2 separate regions of the Rattus norvegicus genome follow, and region 2 is linked to region 1. The links are chromatin contacts, called in public Hi-C maps. All regions are on one chromosome and are shown on one strand. The core of a region is the stretch at or near the end of the contact, and the rest is flanking DNA. Distances in the headings are between cores, read along the strand shown.

Region 1 (6,330 bases), core at 1,502-4,001:
TTTAATTCTGATTTCAAACCCTAAATTGTCTTTGTCATTTCCTTCAGGCATATATTCATATTTTCTTGAATGTCACTCAGGCATTTATTGTTATCTTAAAGTTCAATGTGGTGTCTGTGTCTTCTTTAATTTTCTTGAATTCTTCCAAAAAGTTTGATTGTTCTTTAAAATTTTGTGCTCTGAGGTTCACCTAAGTAATTCTTAGTAGAAAACATTTCTATAGGACTACTGGGTTTGATGTGACACACACCATTTTGGCTGTTCATATTGTTACCTGTGAGTGTCAACCTGTCTTTGGTTGTGTGTTTGATGTAAGAATTTGCCCTGTCTTAGTCTGTAATGCAGTAGCTGGGTGACTCCAGTAGGCACGTGGAGTTCTTTGACTGAACTAGAAGAGGCAAAGGTGGTATTCAAACCTTGTTCTGCACAAGTGTTGTGGGTGTGGATATGGCAAAGCTGATGGGACAGAGGAGGAGAGATTTATCAGGCAAAGCTGGCTGCCAACCATGGGGCTTCAGGTAGCCTATGGGAATGAAGAGAGCAGAGAAAAGAGAGAAGAACAGGAGAGGGAAGAAATGACTTAACTGGCCAAGGCAGCTTGGGACCTGAACCTCAACCCATGGAATAGAAGGAAGGACTCTAAGCCATCTCTCCAGGTCCGAAATTAAGTTTCAATATGAACTTTTCAGGGGGCGGGCACAAACAGTTAAGGCCCAATTTCTAGCCATTATCCTAGAGTTTAGTTTTAAATTGAGTTCCTGGTAGATGTGGGGTGGGGTTCAAGCCCCCCTATTCTCTATTTGTATTTAATGTTAATGTTATAGTTAACACCAGGAGAGAACTGTCATTTTAAAATCTAATATAGCTTATCATGTGTTGCATTGGTCATGGAATTTTATTACAGCAATAGCAACATAAAACAGTAAATCCTGTTTCTGAGGCATTGATGCCTGTCAAATATGAGTTAATTTTAAATCAAGCTAACTGGGTGTTCCCGGTGTACATGGGTAGCTAGTATTTGTGTTCTTAAGTCAGCATAATCGTGTAGAGGTATTCTTATCTTCAAAATTCACAGGCAAGGACAGGTGGTTGGCATTTTTATGTCCTATGCCTCCCGGGTCTTTGGTGTATGAATCAAAGCACTTTACGACTGACGTTAGCCTTAAGCTCCTGTATGGTTTTGATGGAAGTCACTCAGTCCAGCACCTGCAGGTTTGTCCTAGAGGTTTCTGCCTCACTTCTCTTCCTTGCTTGGAGTCACTGGGAGAGCTGCTGTGAGGAAGATAGGCTGTGGGTCCTCTCCACCAAGAGTTGCTTTTAAGAAGAAAAGTAAAGTGGGGCTGTCGCTATCCTACTAAGAACGGGGGAAAACACCCGGGTTAACTTTTTCTCTCGCTTTCTAGTGAAGCTCCCTGCCTCTCGCCTTCAGATGAGTCCTGGACGTGATCTTCCCTTCCCAGAGTTGGTTAGTTGGGAATTGCAAACCCACTGTCTCCTTTGCGCACAGAGGGAAGCTGACTCGGCCCACAGCGCACCCCAGCGGCAGTCTGGATTCCTCCTAGCCTTGGCCACTTGGCTTCCGGAGAGCTCGTCAGAAAGCGCAGAGGCAGATGCAGAAAGTCAGTTTCCCCGGGACCCCAAGGAGGACGCCGGCCACCTGGAAACGTCGGGGACCTGGAGGGGCGGGGCTGAGCGAGCTCCGGGGCTGGCCCGCCTCTCTGAGGCTTCGCTGAAAGACTGCAGGGCAAAGGGGGAGGGTCTCGAACACTGTCCTGCTCCTCTGAGAGAGGGACCCTGCCGGGTGGAAATCCGGCATCAGCGAGCCGCAGAAACCCGCGGCAAACACCATGGAACGAGCGGGCCCCAGCTCCGTGCAGTCGCAGCAGCAGCGGGACCAGGACTGGGTGGAAGCGTGGCTGGATGATCACCGGGACTTTACCTTCTCTTACTTTGTTAGAAAGGCCACCAGGTAAGAAGAGGAGCCACAAAGGACACGGCTAGGGACATGAAGCGTGAGCTGGGGCTGATCTCTTTTCCCCATTGAATTTTCCCCTTGAGCCACATTAAACAATCCCCGTTCCCAGGCCTTTTGCTTCGGAAGTAGATTCTCGGTCTCAGAACGGACTGGAGTCCTCGACTTAAAGCGAGCACAGTTGAGAAGCGAGGCGTCGGATTAGAAACGACTTGCCCACGAAGTTAAAAACAAAAGCGTACACCCAGCCCGGGAACAAGATTAATTTCACGCGCGCTCACGGGCCTTCCCTCCTCCCCTCTGCTCTCCCGGTTTCTCTCCCAAACCGGCTTAGCAAAAACCAAAACAAGCCAGAGCCCCTTCCCAGCCGCTCCGGAAGCGCGTCCCAGTGGCCGCGCTCCTCCCCTGCCCGGCTTGCTCTGACCCTGGAGGGGCGGGGAAGCCGGGGGTCTGGACCAGGCCACCGGGAAGCCTGGGTGTAGCAGCTTGCCCCGGTCGCCCCCAGTGAGGACTGTCGCCTTTGGCCCCCCGATAGTCCCCTGATCATCCCTCTTCTAGCTGCGCCGCCGCAGGGGGGGTTCTTCGCTGAGCTTTGCGGCGCGCACACAAAGGGCGGGAGGGAGGCGGCCGGGGCGGACTCCGGGACCCGGGGACCCGGAGCACCCCAGAGGCCAGTTCTTCCTGGTCGCGAGCCAAACGCCAGGAGGCCGACGCGGAGGGCGTGGAGGAGGGAGCCTGTCCTTTAGGATCCGACTGCTGCACGGGCAGTCGGGACGCGCGCAGACTTGAGAGTGGAGCGGAGGGACGAGAGGGTGGAGCGGAGTGCGTGGCGGGCGGGTCCCCCGAAGCTCGAGGAGTCGCCGCGAAGCCCGCGCGCGCGCTTGCCTCCGGCGCGCCGATCTGGGCTGAACTAACAAGCTCTGCTTTGGAGAAGGGGCTGGAGCCCCGCCACCGGCGCCTTGGGGCAACGGCCGTCGAGCAGCTGGTGCTGGCCGCCCGAGCCGGGAGGTCGACTCTCGCCGGGCGGGGATGGTGGACGAGCCGGCGGGGACTCGCCCGCGCGCGGCCGCCACAGGGCCCGGCGCTGCCCGCCAGGGGGCGACGCCACGCGGGGTCCGCAGCCGGCGACCCGCAGCGAAGAGGCGGCGGGGGCCATAAGGGAGCCGGTCGGGCACCCACGGAACTCCGCGGGCCCCCAGAGTCTCCCCAGTCCACCATCCGAGGAGTTCGGAAACGAGCGCCCCACCTCTGCTATGTTGCCCTTTGGAGACAAAACGAGGTACTTCCTTCAACATCCCGCTGGCCACTTTGCCTGGGGAGGGGGTGCGGGATAAGCCAGAGCTGGCAGGGACACCCCGCACACCTGCGGGAGATTAAGCCGCACGAAAGATGGGCAGTATGACCATGCCTTTCCTTGCTTTTTTCACCGAGATACTACACGGGGGTCAGTTTTCTCTCTTTTCTCACCGAACCTCTTCTGGACAGTTTTGGCGTTTTGCTTGTGAGTCTAGCCTTCAAGGGCTGAGCGCTCTCTCCAGCCGGGATAGGCTCTAAGTACCCAGCCCTCCTTTCACCCTCCACCCCCCTGCCCCCATTATGCCCTTCCTCATCAAGTTCTGAGCTTAGAGGGGTCGGATGATAACACAGAAGGTAGAGTTTCTTTTTAAAACATTGCAGGGAGTTTGAGCAGAAGCACCAAGACAAACCATCTCGACCTAGAATTATCGATTGCTGGGAACCACCAGTTTCCAGGGGTCACTAGCTACTTCGTGACCATCTGTCTCCGGTGTCCTTTCACTGTACACTCCCACCCTGTGCTCCCTTTGAATTAGAGCACAGAAAATGGGGAGGGGCCAGAGAGCTGGGCTGAGTTTTAAGTCTGCTTTGGAGGTGTCCTTTAGATAGGCTGTTAACAGTTGAAAGCTAAAAATACAGCAAAAGTGCCCCATTCTTCGATTTCCCTCTCCAACTTTGAAGACAAACTATGGATAATTTAGTGGGGGTTTTTGAGTGGTCTTAGGCTAGCGCACTGTTAAAAACCTTCCAAAAACCTTGAAAGAGTTGCCACATTGTGGTTGAAAGTAAAAAGAGTCATTTGATACATTTACTTTACCTTTTTCTCTCAGGTAGAAATTAAAATTACAACTAAAATATTACTAATATCTCAATTACAATGCTAACTGTAAAATTAGATATTCTGCGACTCCCAAAGACTTTTTCAAGTTAGGACATTATTTTGGTGTGTGTACTCTGTGTGTGTGTGTGTGTGTGTGTGTGTGTGTGTGTGCATGTGCGAGTGCGAGTGCGTGTGCATGCATTCTTAAGAGTATAACCTGGAAAATGAACCCGTGAAATACTTTAAAATAATTCAGACCTTCACTTTTAGGAGAAAGTTCAGAAAATTATTGGCATAATGAGCAATAATCTAGGGAGTGTAGTCTGAGGGCCTTCTTCATGGAATTGAAGTTTAGTTTTATGCTGGTGATATTAATTGAAGGCTTTTAAAATAAGAACAGGAAGTTGGACACCACTCGATTATTACATCTTTAAAAAGTTTGACTACTAAATCTAGGGTGGTTTACACTACTGATATAAAAAATTTATTGTGTCCAGTTTAACTTTGCAGCACAGTTCTTTTAAAACCAGAAGCCTCCATCATTTTGTTGTGCTTTGTAAGGATTAATATACATAAATATGTAAAAATGTATGTGATTCAGGTAACCCATGCAACAATAGTTCTAGAGAGAGGCATGGGAGACATTTTAAAGTTTGAAATGAATGCAGATCCGTTTAGGTTGTTCATCTACAGCAGAAACCAGGCTTTCCGATGGAAATGTTTCTGCATTGATTGGTTGGTGTGATTTGATGCAAATGTATCATACTCTCTTCTATCCTGGGCCTGACTACCTACATCTAAGGATAGTCTTGGGACATGCTGAAACTCCTGGCATTCCTGAATTTTCAAACACGGGTTTAATTCGCTCGGACCTTGATAACAATTACACTGCCAAGATTTTTTTTTCCTTAAAATTATCTTCAAACCAACAGCTACATGCTGTGGTAATGGCTCTATTCTCCGTCAAAGGGACGAATGGAGGCTTTTCAGTCTCCACGACCCATTTGTATGAGCATGAAAGTTGAACAAGTTGTTAACATCATTTATGGACATGAAATTTAACATCGTTTTCCTAGTGAGCTGCGAGTGGACACCTCCTACCCTCACTAATCTAAACAATATGGACTCCTCCAGGACTGCATTCATTGGAGGCTTTAATATGTAGACGTTTATAGCGAAGGCCTTCTTGGTGCTGGAGCCTCTCAGTAGCTGTTGTTATTCTTGACAGTACCTATGAATAGCGCTACCTTCCAGTAGACTGGTCAGGTCTGTGAGTGTGGGTGATGTTTTAAGTCATTTAGTTTTGGACGGGTGAGATGGTTGGATTTTATTGCTTTGTTTTGTGCCAGGCAAAAGTCTGAGGTTACTTGGCATAGAATGGAAACTGGAGGCTCAAAGGAGTCCAGCTTTATGGCAGGTTCGATCAAAGTCCAGGAACAGAAGTTGTGCAGGTCCTCGTTGCCTCCCGTGACATATTAGACAGCACAAAGCCGTGCCGAATTAGTTGAGTCTCTGGGTCCTGTATATGGGATTCTTTGTCGTTCTCTTCTTGACCTTTTGTGTTTATTCCTTTCGGTGCAGTACTGGGAATTATGGCCTTCCATATGCAAGGTCAGTGTTTCTGCTGATTGAGCTATATCGTGCCCAGCACGCAAAGATTTATTTTGAGATAAGGTCTCATTAAGTTGTCCCGTGGTTTTGAATCACTATGTAACTGAGGCTGAATGTACCTCAGCTTCCCAAATACTTAAAAGCTTGTACCATAAGCATGGGCCACTAGGCCTGGTTCCCTTTTCATTTCTAAAAGATGTAACATTTTTATTTGTAAGATACCTATGTTAAATTTAAATGGAGGATGAAAATACATATGGCTATCCATCCTTAGAATAAATATTGCTATCCATTCTAAAAACTTACTGCTTCTGTAACTACACAGGAATAGAAACGTTCACAGTGTTCAAATAATTTAGTAAGCATGTTTTTTTAAGGCAAGGCTGGTATTAGGAATAATAGAATCTTCAGAGCACTGGCCCAGTTGAGCGTGACTGTGTGTGAGTTCCTCTATTGAAAGCAGTAAGTCTCATACAATAATGGCCAGATTCTTGTGTTCTCTTGGGCTCCATATATTTGTGCTGCCTTCTAGTGTCCCCGAAGCATTCTGTTAGACTTCAATTCTTCTGGCCTAGAAGAAAACATAGAAGCTCGTCAAACAACAGCATTTCCCAGTCCCTCCTCTCTGTAA
Region 2 (6,256 bases), core at 1,857-4,356, 200 kb after region 1:
AGAAAGACGTGGATCTTTTTTTTTTGACTGTTGTAGGTGGCTGATTTTTCTGTGTGTTGGGTAAGGACTGTTCCCTCTGGCAAGCTCAGTGGATGCTCTTTCTCCCAGGGTTAACGCCCATAGTCATTTGGGTCTGAACCTATGTTACTACCTAAAGAGGACAGGGAATTCTAGGCCAGCCTAACAACATAGCAAATTTGTAAAAATAAAAATAAAAATAAAGTGGCACAAATCAAGCCAATATGCTAGACAAAACATTAAAAAATCTTTCAGTTTGGACACAGAGAAATCTCTTCTTGTTTTTTTTCAATCGAGCTTTTAACCAGTTGGCATAGCATTCCCTCCTCGACATGCTCTCCATTCACTTCCATTATGTGGAGTAGCCAAGAACCAACACAGCTAAGTCTGAAGGGGTGAAGGATCCTTCAACTGAATTTGACATAAACGACCCTGTCTAATTGCAGCAATTACTGTCCCCAGAGGAACAATACTTGCACGTGGACGTCCCTCACCTCGTGCCCAGGAGAGCCCTTCCTTCCTGGATAGATCAAGAAAACCAACACCCACACAGGCATCAAACTCAGTTCAGTACCAGGGGTACTTGGAAACACTTCAAAATTTTTTCACCTTATGTCAGGCTACTTCTATTTTAATAAATTCAAGTTTTATCAGTCCTATGTCAATAATTAGAAAGTGGTCTTACCTTGCCGGTGGATGCATGATCTACCTCTGGAAGAATCAGCAGTTCATTTAATTTTTTTAAAGGATTGTAAACACTAAATATTAATTAAAAGCAGGTCACTTCTAGCCCATGAATGTGAGATAATCTGTCTCCGGTACATTGTTGAAGCCTTCTCTCCCAGCAGAGCTGTAGACATTTTGTTCCACGCCTGCCAGTTAGTGAGGCAGAAAAATATCTTGGCTCACAGCAGGGTCATGCTGCCCACACACCATGTTACTTTCTGTATTTTCTTAGATGTGTTAAGCTTAAGAAATCCCACAACCATAAGGTCCACTTAAGACCAATCAGAATGTAAGTCAGTCAGTTAGAACTGCTCTGTCTAGCTAGGCAGACTAGCTTGACTCAGAGCCAACCTCCCTGCCAGGCTGTGTGTGTGGTCACTGTGGTTTTCCTTTATAAGCTGGCCCTTATAGGTTCAAGGTCCAGTCTTAGTTCCAGAGCCTGGGCTTCGACCCTGATCAATCGGTCTTGGGGTGTGCATTCAATAAACTATTCTTGCTTAACTGAGACAGGAGTCTGAGTTATTTGTGTGGAGATCCCTGAAGCTCAACACACAGTGTGACTAATTCCCAGGTAATGACTCTCATTCTCACAATCTACAAGGCAAAGGATACAGAATTTTCCTTTGGAGATGCACGCTGTCTTTGTCTGTATGTCCTACTAGCGACGTGAAGCCCAGTTAGTGGCACACTGATAGTATTAAGATATTGAATTTGAAGTTCACTTTATGGTTATTTTAGTAACCTTAATTTGTCAGTTTTGCCCAGTTTTCTAAATCCAGAACCAACCTTTGTGTTGTCTATGCAAAAACTATAGCTCTCATCATAAAGGAAAAAAGAGACAGTTTATCCTGGAATCACCCTGAATGGCCACAGAACACAGATATATAGGTTACCTTCAATTCAGATTCCCAGGTGGAAACAGTTTCATAAAGTTTTTAAAAATCATTTTACAGAACAAAAAAAAAGCATAAATCAAGGCAAGTCCAAAATATATTGGTGGGTACATTAGACAGGCAGGTTCGGGAAGGGAGAAAGAAGCTTATCTACAGGCCCAAGACACTATCTGGGCTATTTGGTTGGTAAAAGTTAGTGGGCTAAGTTAATAGACTCCAAGGGGTTTTTAATCTATTATGGGATGTTTTGACACAGAGTTGAGAGTCTTATTAAAAATACTCCCACAAAATACCTATGTAAATTTCACACTTTAACCGATCTGATCCTTCTGAAAATTCACGATTGTAATTGTGACATTGATGAGAGAGGTTAACTCCATGACAGGCTTCAAATTGTCAGTTCAGATTAGGCCTAAAATCTGCAGGCTTCAAGCAGCTAGCCAGAAAGTGCCCTGCCATCAGAAACTGACCTGATACCTGGCCTGAAGCAAGGAAAATGGGTCAACAACAGTTTCAGCCCTCACACCCTGACACAGTAGTTTCAGAAGAGAGCAAGGTAAGGCCAACTATCTCCGGAATCCTCAGCAATTGTTTGCAGCCAACACGCCAAGGTAATGGTTCTGGAATGCCTAGCGATAGAGTAAGGCAAAGCCCATCTAACCTAGAATTCCCCTAACGTGCTGTAAATCAGGACTGCGAGCATATTTGATTGTCTCTCTATCTTGGTAATAGGAGACCCAAGCATGCAATATAAAACACTCTTTGCGCTTACATACTATTTGAGTCCGGGGTATCATGCTTCAGCAAATCATAGACCCTTACAACGCGCAACTCATCAAAACCGTTTCAAAACTTAAGAGCAAACCGCCCAAGTCTGTACAAAATCACCCAAACTTCCCAAACATGCAACTAAAAGGCTTACTACAGGTGTTAGAGATGATCCTAAGGGGACTGCCAACCTTTTTACATTGCCACACAATGTTATCATCTCCAAAGTTAATATCGGAGAATCTCAGGATCCAGTTTTGTTTTGTTTTTTTAAATCCCCACACATGCTCGTGTTTACAAAAGACTACTTTTGTGGGTGGTCAAGACTGGAATCCTTTGAGGCTGTTCCTAAAGTTCTGGCATCAACCCAGAGAAAAGGGGTTGAGACAGTTTTCGTCCCAGAAACCGGTAGAACCAGTTGTGCGCTGTGCAAGGCGATGTGCGCTACGTGAGGCAGCGAACCTGTACCACAGAAGCAACCGACGAACACGCCACCCACCACGCCACCAGGAAGCATGCGGCGGGTACAGAGCGCATGCGTGCGATCGGGAAGGCGGGGAAGGCGCCTGCGCCAAGTTCAGCAGCCGGACCAGCGGAGTCTGCGCGTTCCCGGCGATGCGGAACACAGCGTGCGGGGAGTTCCTAGAAAGGGAGGACGCCTGCGCGCGGTCCAGGGGGCGGAGCGGCGGAGCGGGGCGGGACGGGGCGTGGCGCCTAAGTGATTGGCGGGGCTGTCCGGAATCGATTGCTAAGACGAGGGCGCGCAGCGGCCTTCAGGTTTAGTCTCAGGTGCGCGGAAAGTGAAGCGACGTGAAGATGGAGGTGGGCCAGGCGGCGTCTGGTACCGATGGTGTCCGGGAGCGGAGGGGCTCGTCCGCAGCTAGAAGGAGGAGCCAAGATGAGCCCGTTCAGTCGGGGATGAACGGGATTCCGAAACACTCCTACTGGCTGGATCTCTGGCTCTTCATCCTTTTCGACCTGGCGTTGTTCATCTTCGTGTACCTCTTGCCCTGGTGAGTGTCTTGAGTACAGAGTGGAAGTGCTCAGGAGGCTGGCGACTGCTCCAGTCTTCTCCGGGAGGGAGGGGCCGCAGCTAGAGATGGCGGAGTTGGGAGAAAGAGCGAAAGTGGATTTCCTTGGCACCTCAGGTGCGCTGTCCTGAGTTTCACCACCACAACGGAACTGCTTAAGTTTTAGAAACCTATACTCACAATTAGATCTATCGTAAATAATAAAAATTACTAAAAACTAATAAAGATAAAAAGTAAATATCGTAAATAATAAAAAAATTAGGTTAAGTGTGATTAATCTAAAGTGATTTGAGTGTTGTGCGTGTACTTAAAATGTTATTCCAAAGCAAGCCCTGTAAATTTGTATGCAAATTTATGCAAATACACTCATCTTCCAAAGTATCCCCATTCCTACTTCTGTCAAAGAATGGAGTATCTTGGGTTCGCTTTGGCTCTCATTTTTCGGTTTTGTGGCAAACTAGAAGGCAGAGAATGAGGGGTGGGGGAGTTGGTAATCTGATGATGAAAAGATAAGAATTTTTGATAAAAACTTGTTAAGCCATTTTGGTAAGCCATAGTGTAAATTATGTAGGGATAGGCAAAGGCTAGCAATATCGATGTCCAGTGTCTCATTAAATGTCAAAAATAAGCAGATAAAGGAAACAAATGTTTGGTCTTTACAGATTGGTTTGCTGAGAGTCTAGAACACGGCTGGCTTCTGGAGTGAATCCTGAAAACTACTAGACTTCTTGAATGAAGAGGACTTCCAGGAGCTGAATTCCAGACCTCCAGGCTTTCCTTCAGCCCTTGACCTCCCTAAAGTAGTACTATATGTTTAAAACCATGATTGTAGCTAAATGATATATAATATATATTTTTAATAATGCCTGTAATTTAAGTACTTTAAGGAAATTTATGTAGCATTTACTCATCCATCGGGTATCCGGCCCCTTTCTATTACCCAGGCATCAGTTGGGACACAGCAGTGAACATCAGCAAAAAAAAAAGTTATCTTTGTGAAGCTTACTTTCTCAGATATTGTTTTAAAACTATGCCATTATAAAATAGTTATCATCTAGGGTTGAGTAGGTAGCATTTATGCAGAAAGGCTACAGTCCCAAAGCAGCTACCATAAATATTTTGGAAGCTATTCCTTTTCACCTTAAGATCTGGGTAATTAGAGTTTTTTATACTGCTGGTTTCAGTACATGAGAACTGCCTAAAATATTCAGAGGTGGTGTTCTTCTCCCTTATAATTCACAATATTTGGTAAACTGTTGACAGTTGTCTTAAGATACTGTTGCATTTGCTTGGATAATTTTTTGTGCAAAGTGTAACTGAAGTATGTGTATTAGAATACAGGACTGGGGTGACACTGAGTTTACCACACTCTGGGACCCGATTTGTACTGCTTACTAATATTCTCTAATAAATGTTTAATCACTGAATTTAGCTTCACTGTGTCAGACTCTCTGGTGGTAGTGTGGGGAGGTTACTGGCTTGCCGTTAGGTCACACTGTTTTTTTTTCTCTTGTGTCCCAAGCCAGCCTACCACAGGTGCCAGCTGCTCTGGACATTTCTAGTTTGGAGAACTTAGTATAATGGTGAGTTTTTGGGTCCCTTTGAGCTAAGGGATTCACGACAGATGGCAAAACATTATTCCTGGGTCTGTCTGTTTCAGGAAAAGCTAATCTGTTGGAAAAACAGTAAAGGAAGCCTCCATGATGTGAGACCAGTCATCCCCCTTTTAGAGCCTGGACAAGAAGAGAAGGCAGATCTCTCTGTTGGAACATCTATTTGTGTGGGTACTGTCCTGAGATGAGCAAAGGCTGCGCTGATGTAGCCTGGCCTCAGAACAAGACAGTAGATCAGGACAAGCTGGGTTCAAAGCACAGGTGTTTCCTCCACGCAGGACTGCTCTGACCTTGGAGTTAACTAAGCTGGGACCTTGGGCCCCAGCTGGGACTGTTCTGAGTACCTTGACATTGACCCACTGCCTTAATGCTTCAGTCGTGTACCCCTCCCCTTAAAATAGCCTCCTTGAAAGTGTTTGTCTTTACTGTCATGCCCACTGTAGCTGAACAGCTGTAATTAATAAACAGTCCTCCAGCCCTTTTCATTACTTCCCCCATTGCCCAGGTTACCAGCTTTTCAGTTTTCATCTGTGTGGACGTCAGTGCTTACAGTTCTGAGTTCTTAGGCTCTGGCCAGTCCCTAAGGTTTGGACTAAAACTCAACCTTCCCTAGGCGTCAAGCCTACAGTAGATAGATGAGATTTCTAGGCCTCATGTAAGACAATTTCTTGCTGATAATTTCTCTCTCTATAGTGCTTTCAGGAACTCAAGAATAGTTAATACATAGCTGTAATTGCCACACAGGAACAGCATGAAGGCTCCAAGTCCTATAGATAATTGAGATTTTTTTTTAAGGAAACTATGATGCTCACACTTTAGAAGTTACTAGAAATATAAAAATGGGACTTCAAGGCAAGCTGCAAATTTGTTCCCATTTAAAGACAGCAAAAAAGTAATCCACATTTGGTTTCTAAACGTGAAGTAGCTTCTGATCATTGCATCTGAACTGGCTGAGGACTTGGAAGAACTTTTTAGGGGGACATTAACTGAAAGTTCCAGGAGTTAAAGAGCTCCAAACCCTGGGCACTAAACACAAGACACACATGGAAGTCAGTGACGGCACAGAACTGGGCACTGGACCAAATGTTTGCTATAAGGCTTCTTAGTCAAGAATGGACTTTGCTTTTGCTTTTACATTTTGTTTTCTGGGACAGGGTCTTACTGTGCAGCCCTGTACACAGCTTTGCAGACAAGGCTGGCCTTGAAC

The links. A called contact is a pair of places that touch in the nucleus more often than the background predicts.
Region 2: a Hi-C map of liver shows a contact between it and region 1, with 3 times the contacts expected there. The contact joins the promoter of C2h4orf3 here to the promoter of Pde5a in region 1. A contact is called at or near these places in 10 of 12 Hi-C or Micro-C datasets (the A7r5 cell line, the Rat2 cell line, Schwann cells and 6 more) and 1 of 1 datasets of contacts at active chromatin or transcription factors (oligodendrocytes).

Annotation. Positions count from the first base shown.
Region 1 is chr2:213,541,275-213,547,604 of GRCr8, forward strand. Pde5a (phosphodiesterase 5A) reads left to right here and starts at 2,752. Exons shown (of 21, transcript NM_133584.1): 1 at 2,752-3,251. The coding sequence starts at 3,226.
Region 2 is chr2:213,737,413-213,743,668 of GRCr8, forward strand. It overlaps C2h4orf3 (similar to human chromosome 4 open reading frame 3), which reads left to right and starts at 3,107. Exons shown (of 2, transcript NM_001271116.1): 1 at 3,107-3,418; 2 at 4,099-4,867. The coding sequence starts at 3,222. The coding sequence ends at 4,099. It overlaps LOC102550474 (a long non-coding RNA gene), which reads right to left and starts at 2,981. Exons shown (of 5, transcript XR_010064423.1): 1 at 1-2,981.